Linked DNA regions of Danio rerio: region 2 is linked to region 1. The links are chromatin contacts, called in public Hi-C maps. All regions are on one chromosome and are shown on one strand. Each heading gives the region's core, a stretch centred on a gene start, on an enhancer-like site or on the middle of the called end of the contact. The rest is flanking DNA. Distances are from core to core; before and after follow the strand shown.

Region 1 (6,392 bases), core at 2,714-5,213:
TCGCTGATGCATTCATTATTGCGTTTATTATTGCATTCATTATTGTGTTTATTATTGCATTTGTTGTTGCATTCGTTATTGCATTCATTATTGCGTTTATTATTGCATTCATTATTGTTTTTATTATTGCATTCATTATTGTGTTTATTATTGCATTCGTTGTTGCATTCATTATTGCATTCATTGTTGCATTCATTATTGCGTTCATTATTGCGTTCATTATTGCGTTTATTATTGCATTCGTTGTTGCATTCGTTATTGCATTAATTATTGCGTTTATTATCGCATTCGTTATTGCGTTTATTATTGCATTCGTTGTTGCATTCATTATTGCATTCAATGTTGCATTCGTTATTGCATTCATTATTGCGTTTATTATTGCATTCGTTATTGCGTTTATTATTGCATTCGTTGTTGCATTCATTATTGCATTCAATGTTGCATTCGTTATTGCATTCATTATTGCGTTTATTATTGCATTCATTATTGCGTTTATTATTGCATTCATTATTGCGTTTATTATTGCGTTCGTTATTGCGTTTATTATTGCATTCATTATTGCGTTTATTATTGCATTCGTTGTTGCATTCATTATTGCATTCGTTGTTGCATTCGTTATTGCATTCATTATTGTGTTTATTATTGCATTCGTTGTTGCATTCGTTATTGCATTCATTATTGCGTTTATTATCGCATTCGTTATTACATTCATTATTGCATTTATTATTGCATTCGTTGTTGCATTCATTATTGCATTCAATGTTGCATTCGTTATTGCATTCATTATTGCGTTTATTATTGCATTCATTATTGCGTTTATTATTGCGTTCGTTATTGCGTTTATTATTGCATTCATTATTGCGTTTATTATTGCATTCGTTGTTGCATTCATTATTGCATTCGTTGTTGCATTCGTTATTGCATTCATTATTGCGTTTATTATTGCATTCGTTGTTGCATTCGTTATTGCATTCATTATTGCGTTTATTATCGCATTCGTTATTACATTCATTATTGCATTTATTATTGCATTCGTTGTTGCATTCGTTATTGCGTTTATTATTGCATTCGTTGTTGCATTCATTATTGCATTCGTTGTTGCATTCGTTATTTCATTCGTTGTTGTATTCATTATTGCATACATTGTTGTATTGATTGTTACATTCACTATTGCATTCATTATTGCATTTGTTGTTGCATTCATTTAGGCATGGACTGGTATAATATACTGATGGTATGATAACCTTGGCTAAAATCATCGCAGTTTCACGGTATTGTGATTCTCTAAAATATCTTCTTTTTAAATGTCTGGATTAAATGTACTTTTTCCCCATTGAACACAAGGAATTTTATTTTAAGAAACATTTCAAATATTTTGTCAAATAAATCATTGGATTCTGCTTGTCTTCATTAGTTTTAAAAACACAGATTTCTTGAAAAGGCATCTTTGAATGTTCATGTCGCATGTCCTGTAAACTTCTGCCAAATAGGAGCCCTTTAAAGGGTTATTAGTAAGAATTATACCTTAAATTAAGCATGGACAAAACCATTTCTGGATATGCATTGGTCAGGAGAAGCGTACCTTTCTCTTGTTGTGGTAGGTAATGTAGATGATGGCCACCAGGAAGGCGATGATAACCAGATGGAAGAAGAAGTGCGAGTCTTCATCCTGGGTGCTGTAGATGTTTATCTCTGAGCTCTCAGGAGGAGTTTTGTAACCCTGAGGGTAATTTTTTTTTCCTTGGCTATCCTCAGGAGAGCTGATGTCATCCCACGAGCTTCCACCCTTAACTTCAACATCATTGCTTACATCATTCTCATCAACAACTTCATCATCATCATCGTCGCCATCATCATCTTCGTCGTTGCCTGTGTCATCACCAAAGCCCAGATCTGGTCCTAAAAACGTGCTTTCAGCGATGTACTCTGTAAAGTTCTGTGGCTGCGGTGCTGCAGGGGAGGGTTTCAGGTGCTCTGGGTCATTATCCTGCTGCTTGTGGTCATTTTTTGGCTGCACAGAGTCGTCACCCTTCTGCACAGGGTCATTATTCTGCTGCTTGTTCTCGGTTTCCAGCTGCTTGTTCTCGGTTACCGGCTGCTTGGACTCGGTTTCCAACTGTTGCTTGGGCTCGGTTTCCAACTGTTGCTTGGGCTCGGTTTCCGACTGCTTGGGCTCGGTTTCCGACTGCTTGGGCTCGGTTTCCGACTGCTTGGGCTCGGTTTCCGACTGCTTGGGCTCGGTTTCCGACTGCTTGGGCTCGGTTTCCGACTGCTTGGGCTCGGTTTCCGACTGCTTGGGCTCGGTTTCCGACTGCTTGGGCTCGGTTTCCGACTGCTTGGGCTCGGTATCCGACTGCTTGGGCTCGGTTTCCGACTGCTTGGGCTCGGTTTCCGACTGCTTGGGCTCGGTTTCCGACTGCTTGGGCTCGGTTTCCGACTGCTTGGGCTCGGTTTCCGACTGCTTGGGCTCGGTTTCCGACTGCTTGGGCTCAGTTTCCGACTGCTTGGGCTCGGTTTCCGACTGCTTGGGCTCGGTTTCCGACTGCTTGGGCTCAGTTTCCGACTGCTTGGGCTCAGTTTCCGACTGCTTGGGCTCGGTTTCCGACTGCTTGGGCTCGGTTTTCGGCTGCTTGGACTCGGTTTCCAACTGCTTGGGCTCGGTTTCTGGCTGCTTGAGCTCGGTTTCCAGCTGCTTGGGCTCGGTTTCCAGCTGATTGAGGTCGGTTTTCGGCTGCTTGGGGTCAGTTTCCAGCTTTAAATCATTTTTTTGTTTCCCCGTGTCGCTTTTGAGATTCTCTGTGTTGTTTTTCTGCTTCTTCGGATCATTATCTTGTGGTTCTGTATCTTTATTAGCAATTGGAGCAGTGGGAACATCTACTGATTTGTTGCTGTTTTTACCCTCAACAGCAGGAGCTGAATCATCACCCAACACCTCTGCCGACTGACTCAAAGTACTGTCGATCGGGCTACTCAGATCACTGCTGTTCTGTGTATCTGGAGCTTTCACCTCTTTACTGTCCACAGTGGCTGGGGGTTCACCATCTATGCATGAAGACAAGCAATGCAAGAGTCATGAAACACTGAAATACATGGGCAGACTTGCTTTAATATTCACACATTCAGACTTTCACCTTCTTAATGTAATGTCATTAAAGTGTTCTTTACAAACTCTAAATAGTGAAATCATATTTGCAGCCAATGACTATCAAAGTTCAATCAATTCAGTCAATGTGATAGTGCTGATGTTGTTTTGAAGTCATTCTTATAGAGGTAAAGTTGGTTTTGGATATTCAGACATTCTCCTTAATAATATGATTTGAGAAAAGTATTCTTTCCCAATTCTAAATAGGGAAATCATATTAGCAGTCGATGATTATCAAAGTAAAACCATGTTTACAGTCATTTAGATAGTGCTAATGTTGTTTTAAAGTCATACTTGCATGCTAATTCTGACCGAATATTCAAATTAGGGTGGTAAACAATATAGAGACCGTTAAATGAACGAATGTGTGAATATAAAGCCAACTTCACCTCAATGTCTTCCTGGTCTGATCATTGTTGACATTGTCACTCCCGGAAGTGTCCACGTCACGAAAAGCAAAGACTTCCGCTATTGGAGTCAAAGAAGCTAATTCATGGCTAATTTTACCATATGTAAATATATCACTTCATTAAAAACATGTCATATTTTACTGCACAAACTTCTGATGAAAGAGACATTTTGACGAGCGCGGGGTTTATTCAGTTTCTCTTTGTCACAGAAAGTGAAAGCTGTTTTTGAGTACATCAACAGCACAGGCCTCGGGAACACACACTACAGGTGTTGAGCGGTAAATCCTCCACTAACCTGCGATTGGAAGTGAAGCGCAGCTCACGGAAAACACCAGCATTGACACTAAAACTAAAACTTTCACCATCGTTGAGTCCTCCAGTGGCGTCTGTCGCACCGCAGCCATCTTCTGCTGACGTCACCGAGCCGCATGCGCAGTACAGCCACCGCGCTTTGGGGTTGCCAAGTGCTCGATTTTCCGTCATAAGTGCTTAGCATAATTGAGTACACCCCATTTTGGAAAATGAATATTTTTATCTGTTTCTCAGAGAATATAGGCGATATATTTGGTGCATTTGAACAAAAGAGATTTATTAAACAGATATATTTATTAAAATAATATTATTAATATTAATAAACATATTAATAAATTGAAAGATAATACAATTAAAATCAAGCAAAATATTGCAAAAATAAATTACAACCAACAAAATTGCAACTAAATCTTTCCTTTTTTGTTGCCGTTGACTTTTCCTCTTTTTAAAAATTCGTCTTTAAACAAACTATGTAAATTAGATTATGCAGGCAAAGTTTGATATAGTGTCATTGGATCTCATTAGCACAAAACGTTCCTTTTCATATTGATCAGTTTCTAGAAAACTGCATTAAGGTCAATGTAAGCAGCATTAATTAGAGCAGCTGTATTTATTTAGACGTGCCCTGTGTCAACAATTATCAGCCAATACTGAAACAGGGTTTATTGGATATATGGAGGAAATGTTCTGCAGGTCTTTTGAATAATTTAAATTTTCCTCAGAAAAAAAACATCAAATGCTTGCAAACACAATGAGCCGATGTTTTTCTGCAGCAGCAAAGTTTATAATCCGCACATAGCAACAGAACTGGCTTTACCTGTTAGGTTGATTACGTAACTACGCTCTATTGTGTCATATAGAAGTTATTAATATCAGCCAAAAAATCAACTTTGAAGATTGTCATATTTTAGTTATTTAATCTTGTTTTTCTCCTGAAATGTTGGACAGTTCGATGTTAAATAAATAAAATCCATGTGCAATAAAACTAAATTAAATTGAAGTAGCTAATCCAGTATATAGTGCTATATCCAATTAACCAATATTAGATTTGTCTGAAAGTGAATCAGTTTTTACTAAAGTACCTAATTTATGAAAATAAATTAAAAATAAAATGTAAAAAATAATTAAAATATCTAAAATCAAATTAAAATAAACTAATAGAAATAAATAAAAACAATAAAAAAATTATAAAAATATATAAATATTAGTAAATATATGCAATATTTAAAACAAATAAAATAAATATAAAAATAAAAAACAATAAAAAATATAAAAGAATATAAATATTAGTAAATATAACTAATGTATATTTAAAACAAAAAAATTATATGAAAATAAAAATAAATAAAATAAGAATAAATAAAAATACATTTAAAATAGATCCAAAAATATAACATAATTAAAAAAAAAAATATATATATATATATATATATATATATATATATATATATATATATATATATTGTATATAAAATATAATATAATATAATAAATTATTAAATAAAATATCAAAAAATTAGAAAATTAAAATATTCAAATAAAAAAACAATACATACATATAAATAATATATACATACATATAATATATATATATATAAAATATAATATATATATATATATATATATATATTTTTTTTTTTTTATGTCATATTTTTGGATCTATTTTAAATTTATTTTTATTTATTATTATTTTATTTATATTTCTCAATTTTTTGTTTTAAATATACATTCGTTATATTTACTAATATTTATATTTTTTTATTTTTTGTTTTTATTTTTATATTTATTTTATTTGTTTTAAATATATTTACTAATATTTATATATTTTTATAATTCTTTTATTGTGTTTATTTATTTCTCACACACATACACAGTTGAAGTCAGAATTATTACCCATTTATTTTTTTTCCCCAATTTCTGTTTAACGGAGCAAATTTTTTCAACACATTTCTAATCATAATAGTGTTAATAACTCATCTCTAATAACTGATTTATTTTCTCTTTGTCATGATGACTGTAAATAATAGTACTCTAGATATTCTTCAAGACACTTCTATACAGCTTAAAGTGACATTTAAAGGCATCACTAGGGTAATTAGGCAAGTCATTGTATAATGATGATTTGTTCTGTAGACTATCCAAAACAAAATATCTTAAAGGGGCTAATAATATTGACCTTTAAATGGTGTTTAAAAACACAATAACTGCTTTTATTCTAGCCGAAATAAAACAAATCAGACTTTCTCCAGAAGAACAAATATTATCAGACACACTGTGAACATTTCCTGCATCTGTTTAACATCATTTGGGAAATATTTAAAAAAGAAAAAAAAAGTCAAAGGGGGCGAATAATTTTGACTTCAACTTAATATATATTTATTACACATTCTATCAGTCTATACCTATAGTTTTCAAAAACATTAATCTTCATAAACAGAATTTACTGCATGCAAAAAGGCAGATTTTCCCACAGAACACAACACACACAGTCCAGTAGGTGTGATACAGGTCGAACGTTTTATTCAACG
Region 2 (6,474 bases), core at 2,879-5,378, 140 kb after region 1:
GTGTGCTTAGTTTTAATGTTACTTTATTCTTTTATGAGTTATTTACAAGTATACAGTCTGATACACAAACACACTAATTCTGGAGACTCTGAGCTCATCCTCCATGTTCAGTTGTGGCCTGTATTGATCTTTAGTGTACGTCAGTGCTGTAAAGGTGTCAGAAAGTTTATCCTGAAGCAGAAAATCCATCAGCTGTGTCTTCAGTATAATGTAAACACCCCAGGTGTCAAATCCCCAACAGCTTTTATCTGGATGTTGTGGGTGTTGTTTGTGGGACTCCCTAAGAGCTTTGACCAGTTCAAGCACTGCCTGAGCTCCACTATGGGAAGCACTGATCTAGGAGACGTAAATGTCAGCCGTGGTTTCAGTCTGGCGCACAGACAGTGGCGTCCTCGTGTGTTGTAAAAGCTCCTAACAGTGTCCCGACCCGCCCGCAGGCCCAATCAGCCTGTGTACCCCCTGCCCTCCTGCGGCTTCAGACAGCCCTTCTCCTCCGGCCTGCAGAGCGGCTCATCTTACCCCAGGTACAGTAGTGTGTTGGTCTGATGCAGCCGGCTTCAGCATCTGTGTGTGTGTCCGCAGCCGGCTTCAGCTTCAGCTCCACCAGACGCATCTGCGCCGCTCAAACCCACAGTTCACACACACACACACACACACTAAACACAAACAGACTGGATCATCCTGCGATGAGTGTTCAGCACAGTCACAGAAACTGTTCATTTAAGCTTTAATCAGTCCACAGGGTCAGGGCGACACCGATCAGTGTTACCTGTTTTTATATGTAGATCTCATCGCCTTGGAGTTATAAGGGTCTATCTGCGTTCTGAATGATTTTAAGACATGAGCTTCCAAGTTTTTGCAGTGTGTGTGTAAGAGTTCTCTTCTATACATAACTATGACAGAGACTCCACATCAGGGGTCACTAATCTCGGTCCTGGAGGTCCGGTGCTCTGCAGGGTTTAGCTCCAACTTACCTCAACACACCTGCCTGAGTGTTTCAAGTATCTCTAGTAAGAGCTTGATCAGCTGTTCAGGTGTGTTTGATTAGGGTTGGAGCTCAAATCTGCAGGACACCGGCCCTCCAGGAACAAGTTTGGTGACCCCTGCTCTACATGTACTTTAAATGTAGAGCAGGGGAGTCAAACTCAATTCCTGGAGGGCCGAAGCCCTGCACAGTTTAGCTCCAACCCTGCTCCAACACACTTACCTGTAGGTTTCAAACAAGTCTGAAGGACTCAATTAGTTTGATCAGGTGGGTTTAATTAGGGTTGGAACTCAACTGTGCAGAGCTGCGGCCCTCCAGGAACTGAGTTTGACACCTGTGATGTAGATGATCAAAATCCTCCTAAATTTCTAAATTGGGGTTAAAACACACAGGGTAAATGCAGACAGAAGCTTCTCATCCTCAAAGATCAATTTCTGCTTGGGATTATACAGTTCTGTCCAGCAGATCATGAAATGAAGCATTACTTTGTAAGAAATACAGTCAGGCTGCTCATTAATTGAATTAAAAAGAAAGATTGGTGTTGTACCAATATGCTGATGTTTGAGAAAGGACATTTAATTAATGTTTTAGGATGAATGTCTTGTTTAAATTAAGCATACAAGGCTGTGCTACATATTTTGTCCAGTGCAGATGTTAATTTGATGTATTTAATATGGTCATAATCATTGTTGTAATTAAGAAGCCATGAATTAAATTAATGATTTGCCTTCAAGGCTTAATGTCAAATTTAAAGACTTGAAAAGAAAACAAACTAAGAGCAAATGAGTTTAATAAACCCTGAGAATGTTTCTGTGACTATATATACACAAGGAACAGCATTTCATATTTAATAAACTATAGTTTTATAACAATGGAGCAGTCCGGTGAAATGACAAAAAGCTGATCCTGATTGGTCCTCGTGTGCATTCAAAATGCTGAAAGAACCTTATAGAGCCAAGCTGAGCTCCACTTTGTAGATAAACCCTTATTGTTTATTAAATAAAACGTCTTAATGTAAACAACTTATAAAAAACATCCCATAATGTAAATAAGTCTTTAAATCATAAGAAAATTAAATGTCAGATAGAACCTTATAATTCTAAGGTGGTGATATATATATATATATATATATATTTGTTTCCTTCATCTCAGGGGCATGAAACTCCAACTTTTCCAAAAATATCTAACACAAATAACACAAAAGAATATAAAATAATAAAAATATAAAATATAATTATTTTTAATGATTATATTGGTATAATTTTTATTATAATTTTTATTATTTGTATTTTTATTATTAAAATATAATAACACAAATAACTGGAGTTGGTTTGGTTGTTATAAATGTCTGTAAAGAAAATCACTGTTTAGTTTCCTTGGGGTCACTGATAATATTCACCTCTTTATTTTAGATTCATTTGTGTAAAAGACATTTAAACCCATCATGAGTCTGAAATGTTTTACATTTCTGTAAAGGCCTGGGCGCAGAGCACAAATAAAACAAAGGGAACACACGCACACACACACACGCACACACATACACACACATACACACACAAACACACACACGCACACACACGCACACACACACGACTGCAACAGAGATCATATATATATATATATAAATTGGCAAAAATAATCTACAAAACTCTGAAAAAATTCATAAATAAATGAAGGACAAACACTAAAGCACAAAATCAACTTGAACACACACACACACACACACACACACACACACACATGCACGTGTCGCTGTCTACGGCTTTTTTATTTTGGCACACTGAAACATTTTACAAAAGAAAACAATCAAAAATATCTCAGACGACAACAGCAAGTGACAGAATACAGCATGATGGTGCGTTCTGGACTGTTAAAATACATCTGTTGATTATAAATATCAGTTTGTGAGGAAGTTTTCTAAAGCATCAAGAAATATGAGCTGAAGATGAACCAGTGTCTTCAATTTAGGGCAGGATCTGAAATTAAAGTTTTCATAAGTCAAATGATGGCGTAGTTGTGTGTTTGTGTTGTAAATGGATAAAAAACAGTACACAATAACCAACAAACACTGCGTAAATAAAGATGAACAGTGATTAAAAACAATCATATAAAGCTGACGTTTCCCTGTGTAACGGGTCTGTGAATGAGTGGAGTCAGGAGGACCTCAAGGAACCCAACTGTGATTGATTTATTTATTTATTTATTTATTCATTTATTATATTATTTATGTATTTTCCTGAGCTGTTCCGGGGTTAAAAGAGAGATGTGAGAGGGGTGAGCTCGTCTTCACCCTCTCTACATTATTTTTCATATTTTATTGATCATATTTTTATTGATTTTTCTGAATGTATTCACTGTTGTTTTTGTCTCTGTGGCTGAATATAACAAATCAAAAGTAGCTGAGAGGAGGAACTCTTCCACATGTCTGGCCTCAGCTGGAGTTCACAGATTTACTCATTATTATATTAGTGATCTGAAGAGCTGCTCTGTTTCAGTAATGCTGGATGTAAAGCAGCGGCTGGAACCGGGGATCACACATCCACAAATGCTTTCTGCTTTGCTGCATTTATATGTCTGCATTTAGCCGACGCTGAGGATGATGAGGATGAAGATGATGATGATGATGGCAGTCAGTGGATATCAGTCGCTTTATTGAAGAGTTTTTCCTTTGGGAGTCGAACCCAAAACCTTGTTGTTGCCAGCACTGTACTTTAGTGCGAGTGAGTGTGTGTTTGCATGTGTGTGTGAGTGTGTTTGTGAGTTAATAAGTATATGTGTGTGTGTGTGTGTGTGTGTGCGCGCGCCCTTACTCCACTGGAGCTTCAGTGTGTGTGTGAGTCTCAGATCCGTCAGTTTTTCTTCTCTCTGCTTTTGTCATGTTCATGATCAAATCCTTCCTCTGGAGCCCAAAACCCGAATCACAAGAACAAACACACTAATGCTCTTACAGCAGGAACACACGCAGGCTGTGTGAGTGTGTGTGTGTGTGCGTGTGTGTGTGATGTTTCTGTCAGATGTCAGCAGCCCGGGCACATCTTTGTTCAATTGGCCCCGTGTGGAGGGCTCAGATCCGGAGTGTGTGTGTGTGTGTGTGTGTGTGTGTGTCTCAGCTCCAGATGATCTGTCTGACTGGTGGAGTGTGTGTTGAGTAGAAAAGGCTTGCAGCGCCATCTGCTGGACACACACACACACACACACACACACACACACAGTTAAAAAGCACAGTTCGCCTATAAATGTCAGTTCTGTCCTCATTTCCTCCACTTGTTTCAAACCTGTCTGAGTTTCTTTCTTCTGCTGAACACAAAGAAGATATTTTGAAGAATGCTGGAAACCTGTAGTGTTTCCTGCTATGGAAGTCTGTGGTTAGAGGCTTTCATCTTCCTAATATCTTCTTTAGTGATCAGCAAAAGAACGAAACTCGTGAATGTTTGGAAACACTTGAGGGAGATTAGACACTGAGCAGATGCTGATGTGTGGGTGAACTGACCCTTTCATGGAGATGCAAACAGCAGCTTTCTGTCAGCGCAGTGTCTTCACCGTGCCTTCGCATTGACGTCTTTAAAATTTGACATGTAACTCTGTGTTTATGTTTGTGTGTGTGTGTGTGTGTGTGTCTGCGCGCGCCTGCAGGTTCTCTCACTCTCTGATGCTGCAGTCCGGTATGCACCCCACAGGAATCCCTCACCCCGCTATAGTGCCCCCTTCAGGAAAGCAGGAGCACGATCAGTTCGACAGGAGCATTTATAAGTAAGTCTCTGAAGTAACACACACACACACACACACACATATAATGAATTTCTTAGCCTAATTACGTTTGTAAATGTGTTGGCGTGCCCAGAGCCCAGACCTGAACCTGCATGAAACCCCTTCAGCTAAAGCCTAGTTCACACTACAGGATTTTAAACCTCAGCAGATCGCTGTGCCGTTCACACTACATGACTTGACTTTGTGTCTTTTAATCTCTGTGGTGTTCACACTACGCAACACAGGGGGTCACACACTACATGATCTGACAACAACTAAACAAATCAAGCTACCAAACCACAGCCAATGAAATTTTGAGGGAGGAGTCGTCAGAAAAAGCTGAACACTATTGGCTGCTTGTGCTGATGACATCACTGACAGCGTTTCAAGCTTTGGAGAAAACATTTAAAAACATCGTCAAATCAGCGGATTCATCACTCATCTGCAAGGTTCCAGTGGATAGATACACAGAGAGTTTTTAATTTTTGTAATTTTATAACTCTTTGAAATAAAACTAACATATTTATAACACCCTTGGTCATCAATCTGGCAACCTGCACCAGGAGTGCAATACCTAGTTCAACCACTGGGTGTCAAACTTGCACACTGCACACCTTTACACACCTTTAAGTGCCGCTACAACATTTCACCCTCACAAATTGTTTGTTATTTTCCTCAAAACTCTGAGAATAAAGCTGTAACCACGTGCGAAGCGTGAATACTTTCTGCATCCGCTGCGCATTTGGGTGTCAGGTGTGTGAAACTCTTGGAAATCCTTTAGCTGGAAAAACAAGATCACTTTAAATAAAGACACAGGCTACTTTAAAACCAGTGTGTCAGGAATGAACGAGAAGACAACACCTGAGCTGCTTTTACTGTGTTTTACCACGGTGTAGTGACGCGTGTGTGTGATTCTCTGTCCTCCAGCAAGTCTCATGCGGAGGCCAAGCGGGAGAAGGAGCCCAAGAAGCCGGTGATCAAGAAGCCTCTGAATGCGTTCATGCTGTACATGAAGGAGATGCGCGCTAAAGTGATCGCAGAGTGCACACTGAAGGAGAGCGCCGCCATCAACCAGATCCTGGGCCGCCGGGTGAGTCTCTGTGTGTGTGTGTGTGTGTGTGTGAGTGCCTGAGTGTGCGTCTGAGTCTGTGAATCTGAGTGTGAGTGTGTGTGTGAGTCTGTGTGTTACAGTAGCACAATCTGACCTGTGTGTGTGTGTGTGTGTGTGTGTGTGTGTGTGTGTGTGTGTGTGTGTTACAGTGGCACGCTCTGACCCGTGAGGAACAGGCCAAGTACTATGAGCTGGCCCGTAAGGAGCGGCAGCTGCACATGCAGCTCTACCCCAGCTGGTCGGCCCGTGACAACTACGTGAGTGCTTTGGTAATGAATACACAAATATACGGCACTGCTGATGTGTTTGATATTAGCCATATGTGATAGATCTGTCCTGTGAGCGCAGCAGATCACCTGTAATCACACCAAGCTCCAAGACAAACAGACAATCAATCAAACAATCCATTCTTCATGTGTTCTTTCTTCTAAACCTGCTCATGAAGCTGCAGAGCCAAACTATACAGAGGAACACAGAGAAGTCTGACGCTGAGAGTGAGGGCGGGGCTCAGATCACTGCTATGGGTGATGTCAGCATGCTCATTAACTATGCACACAGTGATTGGCTGATAGGAGTGGGCGGGGTCAGATGTATTCATGTATATATTGTAGAGCAGGACATTATGCTGCCT

The links. A called contact is a pair of places that touch in the nucleus more often than the background predicts.
Region 2: a Hi-C map of hematopoietic stem cells shows a contact between it and region 1, with 2.1 times the contacts expected there. The contact joins the enhancer-like site here to the promoter of si:ch73-269m14.2 in region 1. A contact is called at or near these places in 2 of 18 Hi-C or Micro-C datasets (caudal fin and hematopoietic stem cells) and 2 of 4 datasets of contacts at active chromatin or transcription factors (embryo and gastrula embryo).

Annotation. Positions count from the first base shown.
Region 1 is chr21:49,345,719-49,352,110 of GRCz12tu, forward strand. si:ch73-269m14.2 reads right to left here and starts at 3,964. Exons shown (of 3, transcript XM_003200909.7): 1 at 3,848-3,964; 2 at 1,583-3,042. The coding sequence starts at 3,956. It overlaps vdac1 (voltage-dependent anion channel 1), which reads right to left. Exons shown (of 9, transcript NM_001001404.1): 9 at 6,359-6,392. It also overlaps a transcript of ddx46 not described here.
Region 2 is chr21:49,481,738-49,488,211 of GRCz12tu, forward strand. tcf7 (transcription factor 7) reads left to right here. Exons shown (of 11, transcript NM_001012389.3): 6 at 4,619-4,735; 7 at 5,660-5,822; 8 at 5,993-6,112. It also overlaps a transcript of ddx46 not described here. Among named protein-coding and RNA genes, the nearest start is that of skp1, 21 kb to the right of the region's middle. Within about 2 kb of position 4,129, at least 9 of the 62 cell types and tissues checked have an H3K27ac peak or open chromatin away from gene starts, as enhancers often do.